2 separate regions of the Mus musculus genome follow, and region 2 is linked to region 1. A link is a contact called in public HiChIP or PLAC-seq data. All regions are on one chromosome and are shown on one strand. Each heading gives the region's core, a stretch centred on a gene start, on an enhancer-like site or on the middle of the called end of the contact. The rest is flanking DNA. Distances are from core to core; before and after follow the strand shown.

Region 1 (7,079 bases), core at 1,478-3,977:
TTGGAACTGGAGTTACAGAGGGTTGTAGGTCAGTCACCATGTGAGTGCTAGGAATCAAACCAGAGTCCTCTGCAAGAATAGCTAGTGAGTAAGCTTTGTTGGTCACGGTGCTTATCGTGCCCCATACATCCACCTTCCCACCACTACCTCATGCCCACCACCTCTGTAAGGAGCTCCCCCATACCCACCACCTCTGTAAGGAGATACACACACACACACACACACGCCCTCCACCTCTGTAAGGAGGCTCTTTCCCCCCACATACCCACCACCTCTGTAAGGAGCCCCTCACACACACATGCCCACCATCTCTGTAAGGAGCCACACACACACATATGCCCTCCACCTCTGTAAGAAGACACACACACATGCCCTCCACCTCTCTAAGGAGGCTCTCTTCCCCCACATACCCACCACCTCTGTAAGGAGGCCCCCTACCCCCACATACCCACCACCTCTGTAAGGAGCCCCTCACACACACATGCCCACCACCTCTGTAAGAAGACACACACACACATGCCCTCCACCTCTGTAAGAAGACACACACACACATGCCCTCCACCTCTGTAAGGAGGCCCTCTCCCCCCACATACCCACCACCTCTGTAAGGAGCCCCCCAGCCCCCACATGTCCACTACCTCTGTAAGGAGCTCTCCTATACCCACCACCTCTGTAAGGAGGCCCACACACACACATGCCTCTACCACCTCTGTAAGGAGGCAGATTCTCTTGGGATCTTGCTGCTTCCAGTCTGTTTTTTTTCCTTCAGGCGTTTCCCATGGTAAAGGGGTGATGGAGAGCTCAGATCTGTAGAGGCACGGGCCACTCTGGCTGAACTAACCTTTGATTGCCAGGTAACAGGCCAGAGCCCAAGCAGTGGTTTTAATCCCGAGGTTCCCTGTGAGGAGGCAGGGGGAGGGGCTCTTGCCCCTAGCCCTGGGGTTTGCTTTGACTTGGGAAACCTTCACCAGAATGTGCTCCAGCTTGGCTATTCTTGTAGTCAAGAGCTCAGTTAAAAGGAACATTATTACCCTGGCCAAAGAAACTAACCTGATACATTCCTTACAGATACATGAAGACTGGCTGGAGGCAGGAGGACAGATAGACAGACTGGCAGTAGCCTGAGACTGGAGACTCCTCAGGTGACTTTATCCACTCACTGAACACCGTGACAAAGAGGTCAGGAGAAGGTTACTCAAGGGGAGAGACAACACACACACACACACACACACACACACACACACACACACACACACACACACGGTAAGAATGTTTATTGCTCTTCCAGAGGACCTCAGTTCAGTTCCAGGCACTTATGTGAGGCGCTCACGACCTCCTGTAACACCGCTCCGCATGAGCCAACGCCCTGCCCTCTTTGGCCTGAGGGCAATTGGACTCATTAGCACACACACATAATTTCAAATAAAGTAGAGATGTGATGAATAAAACAGGTTGGGTGGGGAGGGGGCAAACACTTGTAGTCTCAGAGAGTTCAAGGTCTCAGTTGGCAGAGTGCTCGCCTAGCACAAAGTCCTGAGCTTCATCCCCAGCAGTCCATAAAACAGTTATCTTCAGCTACATAGCAGATTCAAGGCTAGTTTGGGATACATGAGACCCTATCTCAAGACAAAACAAAACAAAAAATTCCCTCTATCCTGCTTCCATCCTCCCCCAAAAAGAAAGAAACGAAGCAGTTGAAACCCCTAACGGTAGAAGCAACAGGCTGCGACAATACACACATTGAATTGCATGTGTGTATTGTGTGTATAGGAAACAGAGGAGAGAGCTTAACTTGCACCAGCCGGTTCTGTTCCACTGCCTGAGGCCCAGGGATGGATCTGAGGCAGGCTTTTTGGAAGCAGCTTTGCACCCTAACCCATCTTGTGTGTGGCCTTTATTTCCTTTAGGGAGAGCCCTAAGGGTCCTAGGGAGTGAGTGGTGCAGCCCCACCCTGAGCAGTCCCTCACCGATGGACTACTAGGGTTTTAATTCCTCTGGGACACAATGTGATGGGCACTGCGAATTGGCCCACCTCCTTTGTAACTGCTGACTGCGATGAAACCCAATTGAACAGCCTGAACTCTAGGATGAATTTCTAGCCGTGACCCTTCCACTCACCCTTCTGAGTGACAGGACACTCCTGGCAACTTTTCCACCAGAAAATAGCCATCCAGGGGATTGCTGTGCCCACAAAGTACTTCCCTTCAAAGTCTCAGGAGGGCAGAGCTCTGGGCTCAGGGTGGAGCCCAGTCTGTACAGCGCTTGCCCGGTATGTCTGGCTTGCCTAGTTACACAGAAACTGGGCTTGGTGGGACATGCCCAGTGATTTCAGCTCCAGGGAGTTAGCGGCAGGAGGATCACAAGTTCAAGGTCATCCTGGGCTACTAAAGGAGTAAGTAAGAAAGGGAAGTCAGCCTGGAATGCATTAGAACGGTAAGGGGGGTGGGGCGGAGAAAGGAAGAGAGAAGAGGAGAGGGAGGAGAGGAAGAGAGGAGAGGAAAGGAGAGAAGAGGACAGAGGAGGTAGAGAGGAGGAGGGGAAGAAAAGAGACCGGGTGGTAGACACCTGACCCAGGCGGACAAGTCAGATTCTCTTGGGAATTTGAAACCTGAACGCAAAGACTCAGCCTAGTGGCCAGCGCAGCAGCAGCAGCAGTATCCAAACCACGGTGTTTTAGAAAGAAGGTCCGGGCTGCCCAGGATCCTGCCTGTCTGCTGTAGTAGCTCTTCCTCTTGACCTCTGAGCCACCCCAGTGTCCTTCCAAAACGTAGCTCTTGGTCTTGGTGGGCAGAGTAGCTTCCTAGCCCTGAAAATCAAACAAAACACTAAGCCACACAAAACAAGCGAGAGGAAACCACTCCAAACAGCCTTGGGAGGCGTGGGGGTTGAGTCGGGGTGGGGGGTGGGGGAGTACACTTCGGACTTGACATTTTAACTCTTTTTATACCCAAGTAGTGTTTTGCGTGGCTTGATTTTAGTTTTACGTTTTACTCAGAGTCTGGCTTTGTAACCCATCCCAGGCCAGCCTTCATGGGTGCAGGTATGACAGGCAGCGCCCCAACTCCAGAGCACACTCTCTTTTCTTTCTCCGGAACTTTTTCTTTCTGACAGCGACCCATTTGTCAGGCTGCGTCTGAACTCTTCAACCAAAGGCGACTTTGACTTGTGATCTTCCTGCCTTCATCTCCCACACACTGGGATTCCAGGCTTGAGCCACCAGGCCTTGTTCCAAAACAAAACAAAAACAACAAAAAACAAAACAAAACAAAATACGGGTCTCATGAAGGCCAAGCTAATTCAGAGCCCCCTGTGTAGCTGAGGCTGGCCTTGAACTCCCCTGGATGCTGGAGTTAACAGCGTGGACCTCCATGGCAGGTACCAAAGCACTTTTGAATCTTTGTTTTCATGGCAAACTGTATAGCTTTGGAAAAGCTCTACCATGATCGTTAATTTCCTGGACTTTAACACAGGCATGGCTCACTCATGAAGTTGATTTGTTACTTGTCGTTTAACACAGGCATGGCTCACTCATGAAGTTGATTTGTTACTTGTCGTTTGGCAGGGTTTTGTTTGGTTTTGGTTTAATTTTTGGCTGTGCTAGGGGTGGAACTCATGGTCTTGCAAACATTAAGTCAGGACTCACTGTATTCTAGGCTAGTCTGAAACACATGTCAAGCCTCCAGCCTCAACCTCTGAAGTGTGTTGGGATAACAAGCATGAGCTATCACCCTGAGCTCCTCAGCTTTTTCTTTTGGTGGTGGTGGTGGTGGGGTGTTGGGGGCGGGGAGAGTGGTGGTGGTGAGGAGCAGGGGTTAAGACAGGGTCTTAGTTTGTAGACCAGGCTGGCCTCAAATTCATAGAGATCTACCTGTTTCTGCCTCCTGAGTGCCACCACCCCTGGTAAATTAATGTATGTATGTATGTATGTATGTATGTATGTATGTATGTATGTATGTATGTATATATGTATGCATTCCGCATTCCGTGTTAGGGATAGAACCCAACACCTTGTGCATGCTACTCAAAGTACCATTTAATACACCCTCAGCCCCAGCCAAATATTTATTGAGGGCTGGAGAGGTGACTCAGTGGGTAAAAACACTTCTTACAAGCCAGGCATGGTATGGTAGTACACGCCTTTAATCTTAGCACTGGGGAGCTAAGGTAGATAGCTCTCCAAGTTGGAGGCTAGCCTGGTCTACAGAGAGAGAGTTCCAGGACAGCCAGGACTATACAGAGAAATCCTGTCTCCAAAAAGAAGAAGAGGAAGAGGAGGAAGAGGAAGAAGAAGAGAGGAGGCAAGGGGAGGAGGAGGAAGAGGGGAGGGAGGAAGAGGAAGACAAGGAGGAGGGGGAGGAGGAAAAGAAAGAAAGAAAGATGTGCTGCTGTTCTAGAGGACCTTGGTTCTGTTCTCACATGGATGCTCACACAAGGGTCTATAACTCCAGTTCCAAGGACCTTCTTCTGGTGAGCAGATATACATACCAGCAAAACACCCACATACACGGGGGCGGGGATGTTTGCTTCTGTTAGTCTCCTGTATAAGAAACTGACCTTGAACTTTGTAAGCAAGGGTGATCTTGAACTCCTCATCATTCTGCCTCTGCCTCTTCAGTACTGGAGTTATGGGGCTGAGGACAAGGCCGGGGGCTGAGGACAAGGCCGGGGCCTGGAACCAGCTGTATCCTTAGCCTTAAGGGTCTTTTCACTGATGCAGTAAATAAGCGCTCAGCCTATGCAGGGTTATGCTTCTAGGGTGTATTTTTCCAAACCCTTTGTGCTAGTTCCTTCCAAAGACCTCCCCCTCGCCCATCCACCCACCCTTTGCCCTTTCCCCTGCAGCCTTCCTATGGGAAGGCCCCACTTAACAGGAACTGCTAGAAAAGTGCAAAGCATTTGCTCACAGCCCTCTGGCTCCACAGGTCCATCTTCCTGCCTTCCAGATAAAGAGATCAAAGTTCCCCAACAACTGACTCTCCAGATGGCTTGTGTGAGGAGAGGGCAGGGGAGGAGGAAGACAGGATGGTCCACTGAAAGGTAGGATGGGAAGTTCTTCCCTGAGAGCTGAGGTCTCTACCCAGCAGGCAGCCAAGGATCTGTCCTAGTTCAGAGCCCATTCATCGCTGCTGCAGGGTCAGATGCAAGACCCCAGAGTCTCACCTCCATCCCTGAACTGCTCAAGCTGGAGGGATCCTCTGAGTTCCGTTGTGAGTGGGAGAGTCTCTGGGGGCAGCAGAAAAAACTGCTGTCTAGTTTCTTGTTCTTTCACTGTGTGTGTGTTTGTATATATGTAAACAAAGGAACAGCAAAGTGAGACAGAATGTCCCCTCAAGTACCTGTATTTCTTAAAAAGAAATTAAGAAATAGCCCACAGGGCTGGAGAGACCCCTCAGCAGTTAGGAACACTTTTTCTTGCAGAGGAACTGGGTTTGGGTCCCAGCACCCACACGGCAATTTTTGACTACCTGTAACTCTAGTTCCTAGGGATCCCGTGTCCCCTTCTGGTCTCCTAAGATACCAGGCACACACGTGTGCATATACACATATGTAGGCAGACACTTGTACACATAGAAAAAAAATTAAATAAAGTTAAAAAGAACAAGGCAATGGTGGCTCCTGCCTTTAATCGCAGCATTTAAGGGGCAGAAGCAGGCAGATCTCTGTGAGTTCAAGGCCAGCCTGGTCTAGAGAGTGAGTTCCAGGACAGCCAGGGCTGTGTATGTAGAAAGACCTCTCCCCTCCGCAACAACAAACATCTATAAGGAGTCAAGCCAGGCATGGTAGGACATGCTTGCACTCCCAGCTGTCAGAAGGCTGAGGTAGACTCTTGTCAACCAGGAAGGGTCTCGGGTGGTTGTGAGCCATCACACCAAACTCTTCCTGTGGAAGAGAGGGCTGCCCACTCCTCCCTGAGGCAGAAGCATGGGCTCTCTGTCCCCCTTTCCCAAGCAGGACTCCTTCTCATTGACCCCCTAGCCCTCACTTCCTCCAACTCCCAGGAAACTGTGGCAGGTATAAAGGGAGAGGGGAGGACTGCAATAAACTGTGACAGTGACCCAACCAGTTTTAAGGAGGATGTCTTCCCGGATGCTGGGAAGATACATCTGCTGTGTTCACAGTCCAAGGTCCACCAGCCCTGGCTGCCTCATCTTGTCCGGTGTCTCTGTCCGACACCATGAGTTCAAGGCCATACTGGCCAACTTAGGAAGACGAGATTCAAACTGGAAAAGCTGGCTTCAACCTTAGAGAAATCCTCCTGCCTCTGCCTCCCAAGAGCTGGGATTAAAATTATTTGCCACTACACTGGGCCTCCTGTGAATTATTTGGGGTGTTTCTTTTTCTCTTATTTTATTTTACTTTGTGGTTAGATGGTGTTCAACACAGGGCCTCAAAGTATCAGGTAAGTGTAACACCATTAAGCAGGGTCCCACCACAGTGCCAGGTAAGTGTGACACCACTGAGCAGGATCCCACCACAGTGCCAGGTAAGTGTGACACCACTGAGCAGGATCCCACCACAGTGTCAGGTAAGTGGGGTACCACTGAGCAGGGTCCCCCAGGTGTTTGTTTGCTCTTTTGTTCATGGTTTTCTAGTTTGTTTTCGAGACAGGGTTTCTCTGTGTAGCCTTGACTACACACTGTACTGGAGCTCACTGTAGACCAGGCTAGCCTGAAACTCATGGAAATCTGCCTGCCTCTGTTTCCCCACTGCTTGGATTAAAGGTGAGAGCCACTACACTCTTACTTTTGAAAGACAGACTTACTACACACCTGAGGGTGTCCTGGTTCTTCTGAGGGGGTGCTAGGACAGCCAGGACTACAGGGACCACAAGCATGGCCACCACAGCTGGTTCCTTTTTTTTTTTTTTTTTTAAGAAAGGGTTTCTCTGTGTAGTCCTGGCTGTCCTAGAACTCACTCTGTAGACCAGATTGGTCTCGAACTCAGAAATCTGCTTACCTCTTCCTTCCAAATGCTGGGATTAAAGGCTTGCGCCACCACTGCCCAGGTTACACAGCTGGCTTCTTTGGTTTGGTTTGGTTTTTTTGAGACAGATTTCTTTGTGTAGCCCTGGCTATCCT
Region 2 (7,079 bases), core at 2,692-5,191, 210 kb after region 1:
AGAACATGTAATTACTGACTTTAGAGATAGCATGTATACCTCAGTGAGCCCACTTTTTAATATATTATTAGGAAAATTTGCAAACACACGAAAGTACAGAGCATGAGAGAATTTCCTCAGTGAGATGAGACATACAGACCAGAGCCAGACCTACCTCACCATCTTTGGCAAGCTTTCGACCACACCTCATGCTGTTTCCCTCAAGTTCTTCTTTATTGATTTCTTGAGGCCTAAAATGATACAAGAACCATGAACTTTTACAGAAAACTAATTGAAAAAAACAAGACAAAACTGAGTTTAAAAGAATGGAAAGTTTTTCTACTGGCTAGAGAGCACTCTTACTGGGATAAAGTAATCTGTTAGGCCCTGGGTGTAGCTCAGTGACTAAGGGCTCACCTGAAAGCACCAGACCCTACAGTCACACTCAGCACTGATAAAGGAAAAAGAATATACTGATTAAATCAGACCTAAATGTCAATGTCTCACTGATTTGACTTCTAGATTACTTCCATGACGCTTGGTCAAACCAGAAAAGAGAGAATAAAATATCTGAGAAATTTTGTCTACCAGGAAAATATAATACTTAAAAAGTATAACTACTAAATCTATTATTTCTATGAGACATAGTTTGGTGTCACCTCCCCCATACAAGGAAGGTCTCATAGTGTAGCCCAGGCTAGCCTCTAACTTGTACTCCCCGCTGCTTCGGCCTCATAGGCGCTGGGATCACACGTCCGCACCAGCACAGCCAGCTCAGCATCAAGGTCTTGATGTCACCTATTTCAAATGCAAACTGTTTCTCATGGCATGTAATTCTTTAAGACCAATATTTCATAGGAAAAATCCATATAGTTTTTTCTATTTTCCTTCAGCTGGTTCCTTACTTTAAAATTTCTAATCATGAAACTGAAGGTACGATACAGAATGAGTAATAAACAAATCATGCCTTAGTATCTGGGAGCTCAGGCTAATGGGAGCTAGACACAGTAGCTGTGACCCGCGGGAAGAGGTGTGGTACAAACACATAGAGAGGAGAGGAGAGGCTGGGCCACCACAGGGTCAGGCAGACTGTGTTCTTGGTAGAGGAGGAATACAAGCAGCACAGTCTATGTGCCAGGATTTGGTCAGCTGAGCTAAGGTGACATGAGCTGGCACTAGAGGCAGCTGGGGTAGGTAGGCGGCTGAAGAGGCCTTGCTCGTGAGTTTCTCCTCAAGTTTTCCTGAGTTCCCACATGTATCCTGTGACTATTCAACTTTTTAGTATGACATTTTGCAGGCATATAAAAGAAAGCTGCAATGAGGCAAATACTCCCATTACCAAGCTTCTGTATCTGGGAAGAACAACTCAGTACCATCAGATGGTATTGTCTGTTTTTGCCTTCAGGCAGAAGTGACACACTGCATTTCTGTTTTAGAAAAATAATCCTCTTCAGTCTGGGAGAAGCCCTTGAAGGAGGCTTTACAGGATCCTAAGACAAAGTCCTTACACTTTGGCAGCCTGCAACTGGAGCAGATACTGGGCGGAAAGAACATGGCTATGCAGGCACACAGTATAAACTGCATGTAGTGCTAGGGCCTAGGACATCCTGCAGATAGGTTAGTAGTTGACCCTCAGCTATGCCCCAGCTGACACACATATTCCCCACGTCAAGCAAACAAGACACTTATAGAAGATGTCTCTTGGCTAAGTGAGATAGGACAAAGTAGAAAAAAAAAAACAACAACCCTCAACAAAGAACATCCTAAACTTAAAGCCAATACTCAGTACCACAGTCACCATCCACTACCTGATACCAGCACTTCAGATCTCATTTTCACTAAATAACTGACTCATTTTCTGTTTCTTTATTTGTCTGTAAAATTGAGGGGCTGTCTTTAGCCAGAGGTAGATAGAGAGACCCAGTCTGTCTGTCTGCCTGTCTGTCCTTTTTTTTGTGGGGAGAACTTGAGACAGAGTTTCTCTATGCAGCCCTGGCTATCTTGGAACTCACTCTATAGAGCAGGCTGGCCTCAAGCTCACAGAGAGTGCTGAGATTAAGGCATGAGTTACCATCACCTTGCTGTGAGATCCCATCCCAAAAAACCAAACCAAAACCAAACCAAAACCAAAACAAAAAAATGTCTTGTTAATTTCTAGGACACTTTCATATATCTGCTGTTTAGACAGAAACTTACAACAGGCTATTATTTTCGGGGAATTCTTTGTGTAAAATGAGTTAAAAGAGAGTGGAGAAAACAAACAAACAAACAAGCAAACCCACCCAACCCTTCTTCTTAAGCTTCTTTTGTGCAGCTGTAAGCATAATGGAAATACCTTCAAAATCTATGTAGTAACCATAATACTGCCACATACCACACTATGAAGATGAGCTTTGTCGTACATAAATATAAAAATCACACCTTCTAAATGTATCAGTTTAAAAAGTCATGGCAGTCAGATGAGATGAAAACACTGCCATCTAGAATCCTGTCTGCTGCGTGCCAGACAACAGCAGCACTTGAGGCCCAGACAACAGCAGCACTTGAGGCCAACAGGCAGAATTCTGAGGGCAGCAAGCAGCTGCAGCTTTCTGTCTGCAGAGGCTCTGCCTGGAAAGCTTCCTGTGGGCCAGGGTTCATGCTCACAGGCTTTCTGAAAACTGCCAAGGTTTTTTTTTTTTTCTTTTTTCGTGACAGGGTTTCTCTGTATAGCCCTGGCTGTCCTGGAACTCACTTTGTAGACCAGGCTGGCCTTGAACTCAGAAATCCGCCTGCCTCTGCCTCCCAAGTGCTGGGATTAAAGGCGTGCACCACCACTGCCCGGCTAAAAACTGTCCAGTATTTTGAAGCTTTTCCATCTAGTCCTCTTGTCTACCTATTTTGTTAGTTATTCCTAAGTGGCTCCACTAAATACAATATAAATATAATGTATAATAAATAGAAATAGAAATATTCTTAGCAAGGTTTACTTATTTATTTTGGATTGGAGACTCTGCTAGAGGTGTCAGCCTAGCACGTGCTAGGGTGAAGGTTCAAGCCCCCACACTACCAAGCCAGTACTATGATGTAGCATACTCACCCCACTTCACTGTCTTGTTCAGCCCGTAGCATAGCCAGCCACTGCTGTTTATACACTGCCGCCAGCCATTCTAAAACAGAAATGTCAATTGATAACTAGTTGACAAAACTTATTTCATTTTTGTGTTTTTGTTTTTTTTTGAGACAGGGTTTCTCTGTGTAGCCCTGACTGTCCTGGAACTCACTCTGTAGACCAGACTGGCTTCGAACTCAGAAATCTGCCTGCCTCTGCCTCCCAAGTGCTGGGATCAAAGGCGTGCGCCACTACCGCCCGGCCCTTATTTCTAAATTTATATTTAAAACAGCAATTTACAAAGCAGGTTGTTAACAATGTGACTCTCAGCTCTTTACCATGGTAAAGGCCTTTGAGCTTTCTCTCAGACTTAAGAATGACCTCCTTTCCAAAAGAGAAGTAAAAGCCTATGCTGCCTGGCGCTTCCATTTTCTCCTCACAGCGCACACTGATTTCCATTTGTGAGCATTATTCCTAACAGTGTTTTCACTTTTGTTTTGTCTTCCTTTGCTTGAGACAGGGTTTCTGTCCTAGAACCAACTCTATAGACCAGGCTGTCCTAGAACTCTCTCTGTATACCAGGCTGGCCCTGAACTCACAGACCTGCCTTTGCCTCCAAAGAGTGTGCCACCCTGGCTGTTTTCAGTGTTTAATAAAGTTCTATATTGGTAAACTTAATGGATTTTTCACTTATTAAGTTCTCTGTCACAACACTTCATTCTGGTAAACACACCATCTTTTGGGTTGTAGAGAGCTCTGCAGCAGGAGTACACAGGCAATGGTGTAGAACAAAGAAGGTCTTACTGGTTTGGACTTTACCCAATGGAAGGGTAACTGTGTGTCCCTTATCAGCATCTACATGAAACTTAAGACTGCCAGGAGCTGAGAAGACAGGAGAGGTTCCAAAGACCAGTGGAGAGCAGAGAGAGGGCTGAGGAGACAGGACTGTGCCAAGGGAATGTGGCTTTGCATGGCAGGAGAGAGAACAGCCACAATACACCAGACGTCTGATGCTGAGCAAGTCTCCCGAACAAGGTTAACGGTATTTCCATGGCTGCAAAGAAAAATGTTCCCAGGGCTGAGGTCAACTAATGAGAAGGCAGGTATATACATAAGCTGACTGGGGAGGGAAGAGGGTGAGTCAGACATCCAATCCTATGATATGGAGGAAGGATCAAGGGTTAGACCACAAGCAGTACTAGAAAGGACACTGGGGGCCAGCACTGGGACAGTCTTGACCTCCTTGTCTAGGTCAGCAGGGTGAAAGGTAAGGTTCTCTTTCAGTGTCTTTCAGTACAGTTAAATAAATGCACGGAGGGCACAGAAGACTTTGAGATTTTGTTGACTCTGACTCCATAAAGAAAAAACAAACAAACAAAAAACCCAAACCAAACCAAACCAAACAAGCCAAGGTTAGAAAAGCATGGTGCTAAGATGGGAAGCAAGCGGAGGAGTAAGGGAAGATGTGGAATAAGATGTCTGATGAGATGACCTAGGACAAATCTAATTTCATGAAATAATGAACTTCAACTGTGCCTAAAATGAAGACGGCCCCTGCCCGCCCGCCCTGCCACCTGGGCTCTGTGAGTGGCACTCAGGAGCTCTGCCTGTGACTTACATCTCTACTCCTCAGTTTCCTTCTGAGAGCACACACCAATCTGTGTTTATAATGTGAGCCGTGTAGCACTTTCTGTCTCCTCACAAAAGTGTGACATTTAATTTTAACTTATATTTTGCTTTTTAAGCTAAAATTTTTGAATACACAGAAAATTGTCTACATTTATAAGATGGAATTAATTTGTTTCAAGTCTTCTCATATTATATCATTTCAAATCACAAAGCAAAACAAACAAACAAACAAACAAACCCTGAAATCTGGACAGAATTTTTAAAAAATTTTTATACCAAATAAACTTCTTTAGACTCCAGATGTTAATACAGTTTTGCCTTCCAGAGACACAAAACGTGTCCACTTGTACCAGACACACCTAATGTATATAACAGACTGTTTTTTTCCAAATTTTATATCCTTTAAGATGGGGCTGGGGAGTTGGCTCTGTGTAAGAGCACCTGCTGCTATTCCAGAGGACCCAAGTTTGGTTCCCTGGCCACATCAGACAGCTCCTAACCACCCATCTGTAACTTCATTTCTAGAGAACCCAACGTCCATGGACACGCAGGGCCTGCACTCAAATACATAAAGACACATCCTATACATAATTAAATACATCTTTAGACAGCTTCAACCAAAGTTTGATCCGAAGGACACATGTCCTGTGGCATCTAATTTACATAATATCTATAACCTGCCTGATGTTTACCACACACTAAAACTACTATAGGCTTTCTTTCTTCCTTTCTTTTTGCTGCACTTTGCATCAAACTCAGAATCTTGAACATGTTAGGCAAATGCACTAATGAGCTTATATACTACTAAATGCAACTTGTCACAAATACAACAGATTTACAAAAATAAATTAGTACTTGTTCAAGAAATTTGAATTATATCAAGCAGATGTATTTGATGGAACATGTTTAAGAATTCAGAATAAGAAAAACCAGAAACTAAGCAAATTTAAAGAAAACTAACAGAAAAAGCTATAGCTGTAATTTTAAAAAAATATCAAAACTCACTTGTCAGGCTGTTATCCAAAGCAGCTCACTGGTTAACCAACCTGACAATACCCAGAGCCAAGTGTGTGGTTGCACACCCTGACGGCGGCACTTGGGAAGGAGAAGTAGCAGATGAACTGCTTCAAGCTGGGGCTGACTACAGCTTACCAGCAGGGCCTAGCATGCAGCTGAGGCAGTTTGATTCATACAGAAAAGAAAAACAAATATCCTATTGCAAAATGCTTCTTAGCCACTTAACTATGGTGGCAAGCACTTTAACACTGAAATATGATAAGGGAGATAAATCAGGATGAGAGGTGAGCACAGGAAGAGTATTCACATGCCCATCTCTTGGGCATAAAGACACTTACCTTAAGGGATCAAAGAGGACTTCCTGGTTTCTTTACTTTTCTTCCCTATGCAAGTATGAAATGCTACAATCAGAAAAACATGACTTTAAATCACAAAACACATCAGGTTTTCTTACCTGAAGGTACCAGAGAATCCTGCTCAATGATCCTTGCAGAAGCCAGATCACTGATAATGTACTGTAGCCTTAAATGTCTGAACACGGGCGCAAATGGTTTTCCCTGCTCAGTTTCAAGGAAAGTCGTCCCTTCAAAGTCTATTAAGAAAGTTTTAATTAAACAGCATTCTTGTCAAATGTGCTGTTTTACTAAATGCTTCTATGGATAGTCATAGACACAGTTTGCTAGAATGTAAGTAAGCCATTTCCAAGGATTTCAACACTCTTAGAATGAATCTAAGATTTGAGGAAACTTACAGGAACTTTGATAGATCTCTCAAATTAATTTTAGTAATAATTATGTCCTTAGGTTGGGACTTCAGCTGTCCTTTTATTTTTGTGATTGCTCTTACGGGACAGCATGGTAAGAGAGGTATACTTGAGGAAGTGACTTGTATGAGACTCTGTCTCTAGAATCCCTTCCCAAGGAACCCAGAGGCTATGTCAGGGTCTTCACATGTTGACCAGGACAGGGACAGCTATTCAGCCTTCTAACTTACATCAGTGATGGAGACTACATGCAGTTTTGAGCTGCCTGATATGGGCACTGGGAACTGAATTTACATCATCTTCAAGAGCAGTACACACTCCTAAGTCCCAACTTGTACTGAGCCATGTCTCCAGCCCCTGGAAGGGCTCCTTACACACCATGCAGTGCATGCCACATATGACCTCTGCATCTACTTCCCAGTTAGTGATGCACAGAAGTAGCCTGCAGACCCCATCAAGATTCACTGGTTGAGAGATGGGGCTAGCTTATCAGAGGATATCGTATAATTCCCACGATGAACTTATGACAAACAGAACAGTAGTTCTGAGAGTTAGGATGTGGGACATTTCCTTCTCCAGCACTGACTGCTGTAAAAGGCT

Evidence for each region. HiChIP or PLAC-seq counts read pairs in DNA pulled down with a chosen protein or histone mark.
Region 2: an H3K4me3 HiChIP or PLAC-seq map of intestinal villus epithelium shows a contact between it and region 1, with 5 read pairs. The contact joins two enhancer-like sites. A contact is called at or near these places in 7 of 115 datasets of contacts at active chromatin or transcription factors (acute myeloid leukemia, bone marrow-derived macrophages, embryonic basal ganglia and 3 more) and 3 of 9 other capture datasets (adipose tissue, embryonic stem cells and liver).

Annotation. Positions count from the first base shown.
Region 1 is chr6:86,494,969-86,502,047 of GRCm38.p6, forward strand. It overlaps Gm52866 (a long non-coding RNA gene), which reads right to left and starts at 5,667. Exons shown (of 2, transcript XR_003956324.1): 1 at 4,555-5,667; 2 at 765-2,806. Within about 2 kb of position 2,728, at least 148 of the 459 cell types and tissues checked have an H3K27ac peak or open chromatin away from gene starts, as enhancers often do. A contact at or near this core is called in intestinal villus epithelium, where this site is marked.
Region 2 is chr6:86,704,345-86,711,423 of GRCm38.p6, forward strand. It overlaps Gmcl1 (germ cell-less, spermatogenesis associated 1), which reads right to left. Exons shown (of 14, transcript NM_011818.3): 9 at 6,171-6,308; 10 at 3,059-3,128; 11 at 155-230. Among named protein-coding and RNA genes, the nearest start is that of Snrnp27, 23 kb to the left of the region's middle. Within about 2 kb of position 3,942, at least 10 of the 459 cell types and tissues checked have an H3K27ac peak or open chromatin away from gene starts, as enhancers often do. A contact at or near this core is called in intestinal villus epithelium, where this site is marked.